2 separate regions of the Salmo salar genome follow, and region 2 is linked to region 1. The links are chromatin contacts, called in public Hi-C maps. All regions are on one chromosome and are shown on one strand. Each heading gives the region's core, a stretch centred on a gene start, on an enhancer-like site or on the middle of the called end of the contact. The rest is flanking DNA. Distances are from core to core; before and after follow the strand shown. Region 1 holds the start of LOC106568342 (solute carrier family 25 member 46). Region 2 holds the start of LOC106568359 (zinc finger protein 180).

Region 1 (3,331 bases), core at 209-2,708:
GGCATCTTGCACAGCTTTGTAAATATACAATTATCACATTGGCAGCTTTCATAATTGTATAGACACCTGTTTCCCTCGCCTCCATTTAACATCTATGGATTGTTCGCCCTCATCTCTTGCACACCAGTCTCGTTTGTTTGCTGTTTCCATGGACGCAAGGCGGCTAGGTCAAATAAGTACAACAAGAAACAACATGTCCCACAATGCAGTTTGGATGCGGAAGAGAAGGAAACAACTTCCAGTTGATCGGCATTAGCGTCACGGCAGCAGCGTTAGTGTCCCGGGAGCAACATTAACACTTCCGGTTTTCTGATTTTGCCTTCAAAATAAAAGTAAAACGCTATGTGTATGATACAATATCAAAATAAATTGCAGCTTTGCATAGGGCATAATGTTAAAATAATGTTACAAAATTATAACTACATCGGGGAAATATCTAAACTAAAGATAATTACTACTTTATATAAGATACATTTTATTATAAGGTGGAGCACATTGAGAAATGGCTGGAGCTTAAGTAAATTAATGTAAAGAAAATAATATTCTACAGACCCGACTGATCTTGCAATGGAATCTATATATGGTGTTATTTCTTGGATGACTGTGGTCTACCCAGCAGCCCTTTCTACTCCACCCATTCCATTGGTCCCAATGCAGGGCTCCCGAGTGGCGCAGCATTCTAAGGCACTATAACTCAGTGCAAGAGGCATCACTACAGTCCCTGGTTCAATTCCAGGCTGAATCACATCTGGCTGTGAATGTGAGTCCCATAGGGAATCACACAACTGGCCTAGCATTGTCTGGGGTAGGCTGTCATTGTAAGTAAGAATTTGTTCTTAACTGACTTGTCTAGTTAAATAAAATTTTAAGATTGCACTGTAGGCCTATACGTTACATATTGTTTTATATAGAAAAAACGTTTCTATGTGCCGATGTAAAAGTGTTGTTGGGAATACTCAGTAGGGTTTGTAGAATCTATATGTAGTGTCATTTCATGGGACTTTGAATAATGCAGAGTGTTGCTGGACTTTTACTCCATACATTCCATTGGCCACAATATGAATCACTGTATATGAAATACTCTGTATCATTGAGAGCCCCATGAAATGACACCATATATACATTCTACAGACCCTACTGAGTATTCCCTACAACACCTTTACTGTGGCACCCAGAATAGTTTTTTGCTGTATAAGCCTATATGTATTCCATATACAGTGATTCGCATTGTGGCCATTCATTTGAACTTGGAACATGTTTTAAAACCGACATTTAGTGCAAATGTCACTTAAATATGAATAAATAAGATTCATTGTTAATGTTTAGCTAATTACGTTTCATATATCATGAATAAATACAGGTTATTTACACGGTTCTACTATTACGTGGGGGACTTTTATTTTGACAAACTTCAAAATTCCATGACCAGGATGTACCTTTCAGTGTTTCTGACGAGCCGCTGATATGATCGGCTGACAGTTCATTCGTGTTGTTGTTTTGCTCGCTAGCAAGCGTATCTAACGAAGTAATTTAGGGTGGCTAGCTTGCTAGCAGTCTAAATTGGTGTTATACTGTGGTTAATTTTCAATGTGTTTCTCGTAGATTTAAAAAGTGGTATAGTTACACATATTTATTTGACTAGTCGTGATATCAAAAGAGCTGTCACTCCTATTTAGCTCTCGTGCAGGATGACTTCTCGGCGACCGGACAATTTTGATGGCTTAGGTTACAGAGGTAGAGATGATCCTGCTTATAGTGGGGGCTACAGTGGGAGGTCATTTAATAATTCCTCTAGTGTGGACCTGCAGAATTGGGTAACAACACCGCCAGATATTCCAGGTAGCCGAAATTTACATTTTGGTGAACGCACGCCCCAATTTGAGGCGGCCCCTGCAGCACCTGGTGCTGAAGATGCTCTGCCCACGGCTCCTCCATCCGGTAGGGGACATCATTTCAGCAACGCTTACCATTTTCATTCATAACAATGTCGACGACACGAAATCGTCACTGTGTCATTCATGAGTGTTTGAGTGTGAAATCACTGAACTTTCAACAAGCTAGCTAGCTAGGCCTGAGAATAGTAGAGTCAGTGTCAACAATTTGGACTTTACATTACCGACAGTAACTTATGCGACATACTTCAACTTTAGCGTAACGTTACGTGTCTTGGTACCAGAAAAATACGTTTAACTTTCTTTGACTTCGCCCTGAAATCCATGTTTACAATCAGTTACCATTCATATAAATGATTCCTGTGCAGGATAGGGATTCAATGACATTAAAGTACAAAAACACTGAAGAGAGCACAAACTACTGTAGGCCAAGCCGAGATCTCTGTTTTTAAACTGTTTTATGAGGCTCTGTTCTTGATTGCATGTACTATTGCGCTGATACAATCCAACCAACTCATATCCAAACATGTCCAGAATTACCTACATGGCATTTGAACAGACTGACCACCATTTATGGGTTCAGACAATACCCTACAGAGAGAGAGGGAGTGTAGTGTAGGCCTACAGTAGGTGCATTTCTCAAGTAGGTAGAGTCATACTGTATATTATAAACTAGCTTTCCTGGGTATTTGCGCTTTTAGATGCATTTATGAACATTGATTGATGTCAATCACACTACAGGGTGGTTCAATTACAGGCTCAAAATGAGCCTGAATTAAATCCCTTTTTGACAGCATTCCCTTTTTGATTAAAAACGTTCCATTGATGTTTGCCCATGGAAGAAGTGGTCAGAAAGTGACTTTTTAGATAAACGTGCTCAAAATGGACCCATTTTGCATACCATACCATGAGACATCCATGTCTTCTTCAATGGAAAATATAAACAGTTGAGTTTGATGTCATTTAAAAGCTTACAAACAGTTAGGTCAAAAACCTTAAACCGTTAACATCAATTATCTAACAACGCTTAAACTAAAAACATTTTAATATTCACATATCTTGTAGCTTAGACCCTATTTCACATCATGAGGTTTTTCTGTTGTGCCCTTGAGACACAACATGCTCTTCCAGTGATGAAGACATGGATGTCTTCACAAGTGGTAGGCCTGATTACCAACAACGATGAGACAGCCTAAAGGGAGGAGGAAAATAACCTGTCCCTCAACGTCAACAAAACGAAAAAGCTGATTATGCACTACAAGAGACAGCAGAGAGAGCACTCCCCCATCCACATCAACAAGTATGCAGTGGATTGGGTAAACAGTGAAGAGGCAACTCCAGGATGCTGGCCTTCTAGGCAGAGTTCCTCATTCCAGTGTCTGTGTTCTTTTGCCTATCTTAATCTCTTTTTTGTTGTTGTATTTTTCACCCCTTTTTCT
Region 2 (3,400 bases), core at 889-3,388, 600 kb after region 1:
ACGCACTACCCTCTGTAGCGCCTTACGGTCAGATGCCGAGCAGTTGCCATACCAGGCGGTGATGCAACCGGTCAGGATGCTCTCGATGATGCAGCTGTATAACTTTGAGGATCTGGGGACCCATGACAAATCTTTTCAGTCTCCTGAGGGGGAAAAGGTTTTGTCGTGCCCTCCATGATTGTCTTGCTGTGTTTGGACAGTGATAGTTCATTTGTGATGTGGACACCAAGGAACTTGAAACTCTCAACCCACTACAGCCCCGTCGATGTTAATGTTGCCTACCCTTACCACCCAGAAGTCCAGGATCCAGTTGCAGAGGGAGGTGTTTAGTCCCAGGGTCCTTAGCTTAGTGATGAGCTTCGTGGGCACTATGGTGTTGAACGCTGAGCTGTAGTCAATGAACAGCATTCTCACATAGGTGTTCCTTTTGTCCAGGTGGGAAAGGGCAGTGTGGAGTGCGATATAGATTGAGTCATCTGTGAATCTGTTGGGGCGGTATGCGAATTGGAGTGGGACTACGGTATCCGGGAGGATGCTGTTGATGTGAGCCATGACCAGCTTTTCAGCCTTCATGGCTACCGACATTAGTGCTACGGGGCAGTAATCATTTAGGCAGGTTACCTTCGCTTCCTTGGGCACAGGCTGTCAGACTTATGTAAAATAGCCTACTATTCCTGTGATAAGTAGATTGGATAGTCATAACTTAGTCTAATAATATTACTCAAACAAAACACTGTTCGCAAAAAAAACTGTTCATTGAGTGCGTAGAGTAGGCCTAAAGAGTGTGTACTAGCTAGCTAATGTATGACATGTAGTGACGTAATGCTAATTGGCTTTGTACTGTTTACAAGTACACTCAATGGCAGTTGTCGTGGCATGTAGTGCAAGTTCACACAAAATAATGGAGGCGTACCTAATTATAAGACATAGGTCGCAACCTGTGATAAATAGCTATCTAGCATTACACAAACACCTGTGTGTAAGCATAACAGGGGATGTAGTGTGGTTCGTCAACAGGAAGCACACAGGTTGTGCATCTGTGCAAAACTGCTACTGTAAGTGTTTCTTTATTTGAAATATTATGTATTGCTGATATGAAAGATATGGGGAATATCAGCATGTGTTTAGAAAACTGGTTTGAAAGTGATGATTGGCGTTTCTAAACAATAAAACACAGCTTCGGAATTGTTGACACCCAAAAATATAGCCTTCCCTGTAGCTCAGTTGGTAGAGCATGGTGTTTGCAACACCAGGGTTGTGGGTTCGGCCAGCACAGAAAAATAATGTATGAAATGTATGCATTCACTACTGTAAGTCGCTCTGGATAAGAGCGTCTGCTAAATGACTAAAATGTAAAATGTAGTTCACGTGGAGCCAACTGTGGTGGAATGTAACAGCTGGAAACCTTAGATATGGAGAAGGGTTTGAGAGTTATGGGACTCCCTTTTAAAATAAAAGGGAAATATTGTAAAACGACTGTGTGGGTGTTAATTTGAATGCTCGTTTTTACTATTTAAAAGTGTAACATGTATTGCATTTCAGTCACCAGTGTGTCCCAAACTTTATGGGTTTATTGATCCCCTCGCCACCGAGGGCCCTCTAAACGCGTTGGTATGGGTGGTTTGGGATTGACGACTCTCCGCGAGTAGATACAATCAATCGGTTGTTTCCGGTTTTCAGTATTGAACCTAACGGCCGTTTCCCCTAAAAAAAAGCTAACCTCCGCCCAGGCGTCTCTTTACGCCTGCTACGTTAGGTATTCACCGTCTCTCTGCCCTACAGAGTAAAATACTGTAGAATACAATGCAATACGTGTCTAGATAATACGTGTAAATAAGAGTACAGTAGTCTAGATGGCTACATACCCGGTGTGATCAAGTGTCGTTTCAGGTATTGGTTCTCTCTCTTTGTCCGGGTTATTTCTTCCTGGTACTCGGATATCGTGTCTCCGACCACTCCAAGTATCTCCTCCGCAGCTTGCATCAAACGCTCAGTTAGATATACATTCAGATATTGTAATTTAGTCATTGTTTGAAGATTATCGGGGTCAAAAGATCTTCCTGAAATACACGTAGCTAGCTAGAACTTGTTGTCAAATTTACCGCTGTGAAGCAGGCAAGAATAAATAAGTACTTCCGGTTCATGGATTTTTGGAATCCTTCGGAATAAGAGTCCCGTCCTGTTTACTTTGTAAATGAATAATTAGGTCGACAATTATGGAAAATGTACACTTATCGATATTTGATACTAATTATCATTCAAAGAATCATGTATATTGTTATTTGTTCACTTTAATCCAATCGTTTTTCATATTGTACATACACAGCAAAATGGGATCCATTCTATTCAGGAGCACTTCTAGTTTCCAAATCCACAGAGTTTACACGCAGAGGAGCTTTTACTGTGACACAACGTACAGATCATTTTGTATGGTGCAATAGCGATACATGTCCAATTTGAAATCCAATATTTTCTTTAAGTTGATGGGCCACTCTGTAAGGGCTTCCAAATGAGCATCAACACTCCTATGGATGTAAACTCTGTGGATTTAAAAACTCAAAGTGCTCCTGAGTAGAATGGACCCCACTTTAACTCCGACAGAATGTACATCAAATGGTGTAAATACTTGTATGTTCAATGTGAAAAACATCCTGAACATTGTGCAATACGAATGGGCTAATTAAGTATGGGATGATTATTCATATTGTTATTACTATTATTAATATTATCATTCATGTTTTGTTATTTGTATTACTGTTACCTATCTAGTAATCATTACTTTTAATGCTGTTAACAATGTCAATGTGGTAATAATATTTTAGCTATAAAGGCGATTAACTTTATTCCTTTTTTCATATTGTTAAACACAATTCTAAGTCTGCTTATATTTCCTCATAAAATGTTACCAATTTTGAAGGTTTGAATCATTTTTTTACCAAATTCATTGTAGGACTTATATTTTGAAGGAAAATCCCTGAGGATTTATTCTTTCTAGGTCTTGCTCAGTTGTCAGTTGTGTAAAAAAACTTTAAAGTCCTACTTAAGTCGTTTTTTGGGGTACTTGTACTTTACTTTTTAAAATGTTGCCTACTTTTACTTCACTACATTCCTAAATGAAATAATGTTATTTTTATTCCATACATTTTCTCTGACACCCCAAAATACTTGATAAATGGTCCAATTCACAAACTTATCAAGAGAACATCCCTGGTCATCCTCTGCCTCTGAACTGGCAGACTCACTAAACACAAATGCATCGTTTGTAAATTATGTTTGAGTGTTGGAGTGTGCCCCTGACTATCCATCAATAAAAAATAAACAAGAAAATTGTGCCGTCTGGTTTGCTTAATATAAGGAATTTTAAATGGTTTACACTTTTACTTTTGATACTTAAGTACAT

What was found. A called contact is a pair of places that touch in the nucleus more often than the background predicts.
Region 2: a contact with region 1 is called in a Hi-C map of muscle, with 8 times the contacts expected there. The contact joins the promoter of LOC106568359 here to the promoter of LOC106568342 in region 1. A contact is called at or near these places in 2 of 3 Hi-C or Micro-C datasets (blood and muscle).

The regions. Positions count from the first base shown.
Region 1 is chrssa13:97,827,660-97,830,990 of Ssal_v3.1, forward strand. It overlaps LOC106568342 (solute carrier family 25 member 46), which reads left to right and starts at 1,459. Exons shown (of 8, transcript XM_014138605.2): 1 at 1,459-1,938. The coding sequence starts at 1,689.
Region 2 is chrssa13:98,424,306-98,427,705 of Ssal_v3.1, forward strand. LOC106568359 (zinc finger protein 180) reads right to left here and starts at 2,139. Exons shown (of 2, transcript XM_014138638.2): 1 at 1,866-2,139. The coding sequence starts at 2,028.